Regions from separate parts of the Arachis hypogaea genome. Here region 2 is linked to region 1. A link is a contact called in public Hi-C data. All regions are on one chromosome and are shown on one strand. Each heading gives the region's core, a stretch centred on a gene start, on an enhancer-like site or on the middle of the called end of the contact. The rest is flanking DNA. Distances are from core to core; before and after follow the strand shown. Region 1 holds the start of LOC112758465 (transcription factor MTB1). Region 2 has its middle 3.9 kb from the start of LOC112758950.

Region 1 (6,270 bases), core at 395-2,894:
CTGTCGTCTTCATCATCACAATCTCCCTCCTCCTCCGCCCTATCATCTCCATGGCCACATTGTCCATCCCTCCGATCGCTTCCTTCAGCTTCTTCTTTGAACCAATGTTCAGTAATCACTTCAGTTTTCATATGAGCGGTGACGTCGACATTGCTTGCTGTATTGATAGTTTGGATGTAAGGTCAAAGTTTTCTGCCAGCTTGAACTCCGAGAGAGAAGGAATGAAGCACTCAGGGTCCATTCCAAATGAGAATTTGCATGTGATGTCGAAGGAGAATCTTCTCATGATGCTCTAATGTCCAACAATCTATATTGTTTGCCAGAGAGTGGAGAAATGTGTGTCCTTGGAGTAGTTGTGGAACTTGTTATTAAGGATGTGGTGGACGTTGTCGGGGTTGGAGGTGGATACTTCTGGTGGGTGAAGTGCGGAGAAGGTGGATGTACTAGTTATAGAAATTTGGGAATTATGTGGTCCATGATATGTTGAGGTAGATGCAACACGCGTGACAGTTACACCATGACTTGATTTTGGAGTTGAAGAGGAGGATGGAGAATACGAAAAAGAAGACTGTGAAGGTAAAGAAGGAGAGTATGAATATCAGAGATAATCAAGATATGATGGAAATTGGGGGAGAACGACATCGTTTTCGAACAGAAGGAAGAGAGACCATTTTGTCATCCGTTAGAGTTGTCAGGGACTATTTTGTTCGATGGAAATTGGGGGAGAACAACATCGTTTCTGAACAGAGGGAATAGAGACCATTTTGTCCTCTGTTAGAGTTGTCAGGGACCATTTTATCCCCTGTTAGAATTGACGTAACAAAGGACCTAAGTGACTGACAGAATTAATTGTTAGGGACTAATCAAATAATTAATTTTAGTTGAGGATTAAAATGTCTGGTTCGAAATTATTTGAAGAACAAAATGGATAAATACTTTTAAAAAAAGTTATGTTTTGTTGTGTTTATATTTTTAGTGTTTGTCTTTATATGGTTTAATTATTCTATTGGTCTCTATAGTTTCATAAAATTTTCAATTAGGTCCGTATACTTTTTTTCTTTTTAATTGAGTCCCTACACAAAATTTTTTTTTTTCAATTAAGTCCTTTTTAGTAGTAATTGACTTAATTTTATAGGGATCCAACTAAAAAAAAAAAAAGAATTGGTATAGAGACCTAAATAAAAGAAAAAAAAGTGTAGGGACCCAATTAAAAAAAATTTGGTGTAAAGACTCAATTAAAAGAAAAAAAAAAGTATAAAAATCTAATTAAAAATTTTGCGAAACTATAAGGACCAACAGAATAATTAAACCTCTTTATATTTATGTTTTAAAGTATACACAAAACAAACACGTATTTGTTAATTAAATTTTTATTTTTATTTTTACAAATTTATATTAGCACGATTCTTTTAAAACATTAACTACTAGTCTACTATGTATATTTAGAGCACTGATTAATTAAACCAATATGAAAAGTAAATAGCCAGGCGAGTTTAACGTGCTGAGACAACAAATGTGTGTGTCACATTTATGGCACAGGACTTGCGTGCGAGTTATTGTTTGTGGCCACTATTAAGCACGAGTATCGTGAACTTGGTATACAATAATATTATTATAATACTTTCCTTTCGTTTGTATAATTAAATCGGTGACAGATAAGTAATTTGTGTTTTTTAAAAAATGAAATCTGGTGTTTTGTGTTGAGCAGAATATAGCAATAGTCCAATAGGTGGGAAGAGAGGCAAACAAAAACAAGGAAAAAAGCATATGATAATTGTTGCCGACTAAACTCTAATAAGTATAATAACACAAAATAACTATAGTTAAAGTCTGAACTCTAGTTTGACCCAACCATGGTTTAGGCATTTGCAGTTAGAAGTTAGGGAGCGTAACGCGTAGGGTTCATTCCTTTCTCTTTCTCTTCCTCTTCCCATTCACATTCCTTCTTTCTTCAATCTTCAATTCTCTCACACTGACCCTTCCTTTCACTCTGCTAAGAAGGAAGAAAAGCCTTTCTTTCTTCTTCGTTCTCATTCGCACAAAACACAGACTCAATATTCGTGTTGGTTTCCTTGCACTTTCTCTTTTACTCTGAAATGTCCATGTCCATATCCGTGTTCCCATGTCACCCGGTAACCCTCTCTTGTGTTCCCCTTCCACCAGCTTCTTCTTAGATTTACCTCTTTCCTTATAATTTGGGCAGAGCTGAAACTGCTCCGAGATCTGAGAGCTGAAAACCGTATTCATGAGATGGAAGCAGAAAGAAAACCGGATTTATCTGATTGGGTGGGTGTGTAGAGGCCGGGGCTGGATCCAGGGATTTTGAGGATTAATATTAGATTTCGTTTTTAGGGATTTACAATTTTATTATTATTTTTGAAGAACAAGTGTTGTGTTGGGAGCGAAGAACATGGAGGTGGGGATGGGGCGCGTGGTGTGGGACGACGACGATAAAGCCACGGTAGCGGCGGTTTTGGGAGCACGCGCTTTGGATTTCTTGGTGACAAACGCGGTATCCAATGAGAACCTGTTAGTGGCAGTTGGGAGCGACGAGACTCTCCAGAACAAGCTTTCCGATCTGGTGGACCGTCCCAACCTCTCGAATTTCAGTTGGAACTACGCCATTTTCTGGCAGTTATCTCAGTCCAAATCCGGCGACTGGGTTCTCGGATGGGGCGACGGTTCCTGCAGGGAGCCCAACGATGCCGAAGAAGGCGGCGGAGGTGGTGTTAGGGGAGGGATTCTGAGTCTCCGAATCGACGACGAGATGCAGCAGAGGATGAGGAAGAGGGTCTTGCAGAAGCTACACACTACGTTCGGTGGCTCCGACGAGGACAATTACGCTTTTGGCCTCGACCGCGTGACGGACACGGAGATGTTCTTTCTTGCTTCCATGTACTTCTCGTTTCCCCGCGGCCACGGTGGCCCAGGTAAGTGCTTTGCGTCCGGGAAGCACCTGTGGCTCTCGGACGCCATGAAATCCAACTCTGAATACTGCGTGCGCTCTTTCTTGGCTAAAAACGCTGGCTTTCAGACTATTATTTTGGTTCCTACCGATTTGGGAGTGTTGGAGTTGGGTTCAGTGAGGACTCTGCCGGAGAATTTTGAGCTCTTGCAGGCCATCAAATCGGTGTTTTCGTCTCAGGCTACAACCACCTACCCCATGGCTAATAGTAAGCCTCTTATGCCATTGACGGTGATGAGTGAAAAGAGGGATGAGAATAATAGTGCTCTTTTTCCTGGTTTGGTAATCGGGGACCATACTCACCAGAACAATAACAAGGTTGTTGAGGGAGTGCCAAAGGTTTTTGGAAGCGCTGTGAATTCTGGTAGGTCCCATTTCAGGGAGAAGCTTGCTGTTAGGAAGATGGAGGAGAGGCCTTGGGTACCCCACCACCAACCCAATGGGAATAATAATGCCAATGCCAATGCCATTAACTTCCCCAATGGTCCTCCTCGCAATGGTCTTCATCACGGGTCTGCTTGGGTTGGTGGAGCAGCAGCAGTAGGAGGAGGGAATAATAATAATAGTAACTGTAATAATCATACTCAAGGTGGTGTGAGGCAGGCTGCTGCTGGTGGCGCTGCTGAGATTTTCGCTCCTAGGTCGTCAGCGAGCAATGTGTCTGCCGAGTTGGCCAATGGTGGTGTGAGGCCGCAGGATTTTAGGATTAGCAGCTATCAACCCCAAAGGCAGGTGCAAATGCAGATTGATTTCTCCGGAGCCACTTCCAGACCTTCTGTGAGGCCTGTGGTTGCTGAGTCGGAGCTTTCTGATGTTGAGGCCTCGTGCAAGGAGGAGCAGCCAAGCATGGCTGACGAAAGAAGGCCCAGGAAGCGGGGAAGGAAGCCTGCTAATGGTAGGGAGGAACCCCTCAATCACGTGGAAGCTGAGAGGCAGAGGCGCGAGAAGCTCAACCAGAGGTTCTATGCGCTGCGGTCTGTGGTGCCCAATATATCCAAGATGGACAAGGCGTCATTGCTTGGTGATGCCATTGCCTACATCAATGAGCTCCAAGCAAAGCTCAAGATGATGGAATCTGAGAGGGAGAGACATGGAGGAAGCACATCTTTTAGGGAGCCGGAGGCAATGCAAAGAGCGTCAGAAAATCACCATGGTGGTGGAAATGCTGATGTGGATATTGAAGCAGCACAGGATGAGGTGATTGTTAGGGTGAGTTGCCCTCTTGATTCTCATCCGGTTTCAAGAGTGATCCAAACATTCAAAGAGGCACAAATCAATGTTATTGATTCAAAACTCGCAGCTGCAAATGACACCATATTTCACACCTTTGTAATTAAGTCCCAACAAGGATGTGAACAGCTCACAAAGGACATGTTGATTGCAGCACTCTCCCCAGAATCCAATTCTTTACAGCAATTGTCATCTGTTGGTGGGTAGCGCAAAGGATCAAGAGAGTTGCAATTAACATAGTTTATAGGCAATGATTCATAGTCTAAAGAGCTTCCTCAGAAATTTTGTTATACTGTTGGGGGATCTAAAAAGAGAAGCATTTGGAACTAGGGTAGTAGAATAATAGTTCCTATTAACTGTGTAGGACAACCTATTTATTAATGTTTGTTTATAGTATACACAGTTTATCATAAGTATTATTCCTGCAATTGTCAAATTGTTTTTGGTTTTTGGTTGTCTAGTTTAATGATCATAGGGTTTATTTTTTCTGTCTTCTTTTTTCTTATATCCCATATGCCTTCTCAAATCTCAAGTTCGTATTCTTTCTTTCTTGTATTCTATCAATTTCTGTGCATAAGAGGAAAGTAGTGATTAGTTATGTTTTTGTCACCTATAGAGAGAATCCTGTCTATAAAAATTTTTATATTGTAATTAAAAGTTGTAGCATTATTATTATATTATTACCTTGGTTTTCATGTTTAGGCCTTATGAAACATTGCAGTATATATAGTCTTGCTCTTTAATTTTGTTGGACCTGGATGCTCCATACTATGATTTGTTACGTTTATATACATTTTTGCCTTGGATATGGTATTCTCATTTAATAACTATGATTATCCAACCAACAAAGAAGCTAAAATGTTTTTTATTTCCTTGTGGACATGTATAATTCTTGTAAATAATGCTGTCAGCCACTCTTCATACTCATTTCAATAGTTCTTTATGGTTAAAAGGGAATAGCTTCATCTCATGTTGCCTTCATTTTATCCCCCTAAAAAAACCCACAACTTATCCATAGTTTTTCTACTTGCTTGTAAAAGGAATGAAAAAAGGAAAAAGAAAATGACGGGTGTTGCATTTTGTTTCGCTAGTCTAGAAGTCAAAATATGGCAACACTCTTCTGCACAGAACATCCTTGTTTTTTTCGCATCAACTAAATAGAGGAGCCGAAAAAGGATTTTTATACTGTAGTACTAGTACCGCTATTAACATTTTTACCTTATGTTTACTATATATATTGGGAACAATCTTGGGAACAATAGGAGATCATATCATCCATGCACATTACACAAACTCAGAAATCGTTTTTGAGCATAGACATTAAAATTATATAATGTTGGATATTAGAGGGTGTTCAAGAACCTCGGTCCAAACCCAAAACAAGTTAGTCAAATTCAAATTTGTCATTTTTATCTTGTGTAACTTTTGAGTCAGATTTGAATCATATTTCAATAGACTTGGTCCATTTCAAAGTGAAATTTTACAACTAATATACTTTACAATGAAATTAACAGTGAAATATTATGTTTTTATATTTTAATTAATATTATTTATATTCTATTCTATTATTTTTGTTTTAAAATAATTTATTTTAGTATAAATATTATAACATTTAAAAAATTATATATAGTAATTATACATGGAGTTAATTCGATTTAACATAATGTAAGAATTAGATTCGAATTTTTAAAATAAATTTAATAAAATATTAAAATCTGGTCTAAATCTAATCAAACTCGATCTCTCGGATACACCCTCTTGAATAGAGTTTGAATTCAAAGAAATTAAACGCAAAAATATACAAACTGAAATGGCAACAAAAAATGTTTGAGTGGTCCTGCAGCATACGCGTCATATTCCATTCCATTTTGAATTTTTGATTGTGAATTGTGTAAAACGTAAAACGTAAAACGTTCACGTGCCGAGGTCCTTTCAACTAATGACCTCCTGCAATGACAACAATCATGTGGTGCATGTGTTTCCTTTTAAAAGTGATTGAAGCTTGGACTTTGCAAAAAGAATATGAAACAATGTTGGGAATGAAAGGCGTGACAAGAAAACCCATGTAGTCGTTA
Region 2 (6,055 bases), core at 1,402-3,901, 58 kb before region 1:
TGAAAAAATCCTTTGTTTACTGTTGGCAGAAAAATCAGTGTCTAAAAATAAAATACCGAAAATTTGGCCATTTCATGTTATTGACACGTGTTTAAATCCATATGTTTCCTGAATGATTTCATGTAATTTATTTGTTGAATAAAGAGAGAAGATGCAAATCCGTTGTCTGTGACTTGGACATTTTGGGAGGTGATCAAATGAACATATTTTTAGCTTAAAAAGAAAGAGAAGAAATGTTTGAATACGCTATGTTAGTATATAATACGTATAAAGTGGGTTTGATGAGAGAATGGGGGAAGGGCCCACCAGTTTGCACCAACCAACATGCAGTCTTCTCAGCACGTGAACGGTGTGACATCCTAATTTCACGGCCCAATCAACATACTTATCGGTGTGGACCATCTTCGCATAAAAGGGCAAATTTGGAACATCAAGATTGTTTTTTTCATACGTTAGACAACTTATAATCTTAGGCATTTCATCGCGAACAAATTCACACACACTCACATATCCAACACTGAAAGGTTTCATATTTTTTTTTATCGATGCCACTTTTTGAATCCGAGTACAGTATATTAAGAAGTACAAGGTTTTGTTGCTTGAGTTAAAAAAAAAAATTTAAATAGCTTTTGATAATTATTTTAAAAGGTAACGAAATCCCCACAAAAAATATATTTTTTAATTTTTTATCTTATAAAACTGATTAATTCTTATATTAATATTAACAGAGAAATTAACTAATTTTATAAAATTAAATATTAAAAATTAAAAAAATAATTTTTTAGTTTAGAATCTCATAATCTTTTAAAAAAATTACTAAAAATGAGTTGTATATTCATTAAAAAAAATCAAAAATTATTTCTTAGTGATTCAGTCCCACACGTGTAAACCTATTTTTCAGTAGTTTTTTAGTATTTTTTAATTTAATTTGATTTTTCTAATAGAATCAATAATTTATATTATAAAAAATTAGCAACGATAAATAAAGTATACTTTAATTCAAAAACTCCTGATAAAAATTATACAAAACTAAACAAAAATAACAAAAAAAAAATTTCAAAAAAAAGTTGTATGAGTAAAAATGATTAAAATTTTATATCAATAATAATGAGGAATAAAAATTTTATTAAAAAAGATAACAGTATACATTATAAAAGAATAAAAGATAAAATTGATAAAAATAAAATAAATTTTTTCAATCATTTCTCTAATCGTAACTATTGATTGCAAAAATTATAATTTATTGCTTTAAGTAAACAAAAAGTTAAAACATAGAATTACATATATATGCTTGCGTTAAAAAAAAAAAAAAAAAACCAAAAAATTGAGACTTTTCACAATTGAACGTGAGTTTTATAACTCAAACAATAAATTAAGCACACCTTTTTACCATAACATGACTAAATCATTTTGAAAACTAAAATTGACTAACTTAGTTCAATAATTTAAGAATTAATAAATACAAATTTTAATTGAAAAATATGAAAAAATATAAAAAAAATAAAAAATACTTAATTAAATTTAATTAAAAAATAATTTGTTAATAAAATATTTAGATTATCAGAACTCATTACATATTCATCTTTTAAAATATAATTTTTATAGTCCAATTTATTTATTTAGTATTAAATAGGCTAATTTAAGACAGACTTAGCCAACGAGGAGTCTTCTTCTTAACTTTGAGAAAAAAAAAATTAAGACAGACCTAAAGCTGGCTAGGCTAAAATTATTCAAGAGACCCAACCTATCTACTTAAATGGCTACGGCTATGATGGTGATTGACAATTCTGTAAACATAAGAAAAAATTGTTCACCTCAAGAAGCGAGACAACTATTTTATATTAAGGAATATTAAAGACGAATACCGATGAAAGAAAAAAACAAATATTGCCATAAATTTTACATTCTCCAACTTTGAACTTAAAATGAGCCAAGAATATATATTCCATATAAAATGAATGAGAGATAGGACTGGTAATATATATTCTACCTGCGAGTATTTAATTCGGACCAATCTATTCGGATAAGGTTGTCTATCCTACTCGCTGTGGATAGAATAGGGTAGGGTACAAATTTATTTGTGGGTAAGGTAGAGTACGGGTTTAGGGTATATTCTCCTCTACCCTATCTTATCTTACTCGCACTCCTATATATATATATATATATATAAAAGTTATGTATGTAGTGAAGAAAGTGAGTGTTAAACTCACAATCTTCTTTTTATAAAAACTTGAAATAACTACTAAGTTAGTTGATGATCATATTATTTGTAATTTTATGTTGGATTTCTTTAAGATTTTATTGTTTTTAATTTTAATTTGAACTTAATTTTTTATTTTTTATTTTATTAATATGTATAAAATTTGGAATGATTGAATTTTATATTTGTTTAAAAATTTTTTATTTTTCTGCAGGTAGGATAAGTTTAGAATTTTAAGGTGCGGATAGAGTTAAAATTGAGAGATTCTTAACTCGCATGAGTAAAATAGGATAAAATTTTTAAAAAAATTTCAATTCGCAGATAGGATTAAGATAGAATCCAAAACCTACCGTATTCTATCCATTGAGATTGGTAGATATAAATTTGTAGTGAAAAGCAGGTATTAAATAACGATGGTAAGTAGGTAACTAGTCAAACCTAGCTATGGTCCGTGGAGGTTTAGGTGGCGAGGTCCTAGTGGTACGTATGATATAGTCACATGCCTATTTAAACTCACGAGTCAGAGTCTAGCCTGAATTTTGATAAATTTCACATTTTTTATTTTATTTGGAAAGAAATTAAATACAATGTTGCGTCTGATCTATCCAAAGTCCAAACAATTCATAGCTTGGTTCCTAGTTCCTACCTCCTCCACAGCAGCCTGCCGGGTGGCAATCCTTGAAACTCCAATCCAATACAACACAAAAGAATACACCAATTTATGATGGATTTTTTTTTTAATCAAAGTAATAAGATAAAGTTTGCAGAAATCAGTTCAAATATGTGAGATTTATACTCAGTTATTAAACTCGTTTATTTTTAGTTATTTTTAAAAATAATACTAAAGAGCCAACTGTTAAATTTTTTTAAATTATTTTATTTATTTTAAATTTTAAATTACAAGTTTATAATTCTAGATTCTAAATTATAAATTTTATAAAACATTAATTATATTAACTAATTAAAAATTAATTTTCTATATTTTTTAAAATTGTTGCTTAATATAATTTTTGTTTTGGTTCAAAATAATGGTCTATTGCACGGATATATTAAATTTTCTTTTGTCTCTCAAGTAATTTTTTTAATATGTCATTTTATTCAAAAGAATAATTATATATTTGAGATAAAATTAAAGAGAGTATATATGATGTGAAATGTTTCTCAATTTTTTTTAAGAGATGAAAAAAATGTTTAATCCATAGGGAATGATATTTTTAGCTCCAAATATTTTAGCTAAATTTTAATTTTATTTCTAATGTTTGAAGCATTTTATTTTTATTCTAAACGTTTTATTTCGTCTTATTTTAACTTTTAATCAAAATTAAAAAAATTAAAAATATTATTTTTCTATTATCATTTTCTTTTACATAATAGCAAATATCATAATGGTAGTTGTTACAGTGATTGTCATAGTAATTTAAAGGTGAAAATAATAGAATAATAAGAGAAAAAAAATAATAACAAAATTTATATTTTTGAAAAAAAAATATTTATTGTTATCAGAAGACTAAAATACAACAAAATAAAATATTTATGATAAAAATAAAACGTTTCAAATGTTAAAGACAAAATCAAAGACTTAATTTAAATATTAGATAGGTCAAAATAATTTGCCTCTTCCACTTGATCTTGGTCAACCATAAAACAAGCTTGTGCTTTATATTTAGACTCTTTTTCATTATCAGAACCATTTTCAAGTCTTTCCATGCTGTCATCAGCACTTTTTTTTTGTCTTTTTTCATCTTGTCCTTCTTGTTGAGTTTAGGAAAATCATACTTGAAATGACAAGCTTTCTTGCAGTGATGACAAATAATCTTGCTGAAGTCCCTCTTGTGTTCCTTTGAGTTGGAGCCTTTACTCTTTCCTTTGCTTCTCATGAGTCTTCTCAACCTCCTAATAAAAAACACAATTTTGTCATCCGAAAAACTGTCACTAAAATCTTCTTTCTATAAATCAATATTAGATTTCAAGTTCACTCCTTTCTTTTTCGTGTTTCGGTTCATGTGGATGGATTCATAGGCAAGTAGTTTTTCTCTCAACTCATTATATGACATTTTGTTTAAATTACTACTTTCAGAGATGACAGTTACTTTTGTTTTCCACTCCTTGGTGAGACTTCTAAGTATTTTTCTCACTAGCACTTATTCGGTGTGAGTCATCCCCACATCATCTAAACTATTGATGATGATAAAAAATCTTTCAAATATCTCATCGATGGTTTCTCCTTCCTTCATTGTGAACATCTCATATTCCTTTCTTAGCATATCGATCCTTGTTTCCATGACTTGTTCGGTGCCCTCATGAGTGACTTAAAGTTTATTCTAAATCTCTTTTACTATTTTGCACCTTGATACCTTCCAGTATTCCTTAAAGCTAATTGAGCAATGCATCATGTTGATTGCCTTTACGTTCAACTCCACTTTCTTCTTATTTTCGTTGTTCCATTCAGCTTTTTCTTTTAAAGTCACCATTTCTTCAGCACTTATTTTTGTTGGAACTTGCAGACCGTTCATAATGGTCTTTCAAATATTGTAATCAACAGACTACACAAATATCTATATTCCAGTAGGTGTAGTTCTTGCCATTGAAAAATAAAGATTTGTTGTTAGACTGACCCTCAGTGAGTGTGTAAGACACGATGTTTGCACCCATGTTATTGGCCATTGGATATTTGCTCCAAATTGTGAAGCTTGATCCCTTGAGACCGAGTTCTAATACCAATTGAAGGTTATCAATAGCCTAGAGAAGGGATGGTTAAATCTATGGCCTCTTTTAAACTCGTTCACTTTAACTTCAACTGGATTCAGAACTGAGTTGCTGTTGAGTTTGCCAAGTTGATAATAGAGAAGATAATTTTATTTTGTCTCTTCACGATTGATCAGGAACAGAACAAACTCGTTACTTTTGAATACTCTCAGTTACTGTGATTCTATGAGATAGATTAAGTAGGAGACAATTTCATTTTGTCTCATATCGAATGAAAAACAGAAACAAAATAGAGAAGAGAAAATGAGACATCCATATATCTTGGTTCAACCACTGCATGCAATGTGGCCTACATCCAGTTGTGGTGGTATTTTCACTATCTTTCACAAAGATTACAATCACCAATTTTTCAAGATTCTATCCATTTCTACTCGGGACAAACCAAACTTCTATCTAAGTTTAATTTGGCTAGATTCACTCTCTAGACTTTCAATTATTAAGTGCTCACCCAACTTAGCAAGAAAATCCTCTCAAGATCATGAATACAAAATAGAAATATATACAAAAGAAATTGAAATAATTTTCGAGTTTTTCTCCATGAATACTCTCTTTGCCTTTTCTCTCAATGGCTTTTACTGATTCCTCACTTGATACCTTTTTTCATTGATAAGAAATAAAGAAAGATAAAAGCTAAAGAACAGAAAATTTAATGTAAAACCATGAAAGAGAAGAAGGTTAAGCTCGAAAGCTATAAAGACCCAAACACTGCTCACTATCCTTGCTCCAATTTCTGGCCTTTACCCTTTTAGATAAGAGTAAATCTTCCAAAACTTGAGCTTGGTTGAATATCTTTGACTTTGTTCTTCTTCTCCAAAATTCAAAGCATAAACGTAGAAAAGAGATGGGATAGCAGTAGTGATTAGAGTGGCTTGAATCCTTACCTAGTTGTTTCTCTTTCTTCCTTATTCTTTTGGCTTCAACAATCTAAACCATTGATCCATTCTTTGGCTCAAGTTTTGTTTTTGATCTTTGATTTATAACAGAGATACACAACCTCTATTTTCTTCATCTTACTCAAATGGTGCATGCAGGAGGAAGACAGCTTCAACAAGTTAGAATGGTAGCACAAAGATGGAAATGCTATTCTGA

What was found. A called contact is a pair of places that touch in the nucleus more often than the background predicts.
Region 2: a Hi-C map of an unstated tissue shows a contact between it and region 1, with 4 times the contacts expected there. The contact joins the enhancer-like site here to the promoter of LOC112758465 in region 1. A contact is called at or near these places in 3 of 8 Hi-C or Micro-C datasets (leaf and an unstated tissue).

What each region holds. Positions count from the first base shown.
Region 1 is chr16:22,637,268-22,643,537 of arahy.Tifrunner.gnm2.J5K5, reverse strand. It overlaps LOC112758465 (transcription factor MTB1), which reads left to right and starts at 1,644. Exons shown (of 1, transcript XM_025807153.3): 1 at 1,644-4,721. The coding sequence starts at 2,411. The coding sequence ends at 4,402.
Region 2 is chr16:22,696,292-22,702,346 of arahy.Tifrunner.gnm2.J5K5, reverse strand. No RefSeq gene overlaps it. Among protein-coding and RNA genes, the nearest start is that of LOC112758950, 3.9 kb to the right of the region's middle. Within about 2 kb of position 2,651, at least 2 of the 3 cell types and tissues checked have open chromatin away from gene starts, as enhancers often do.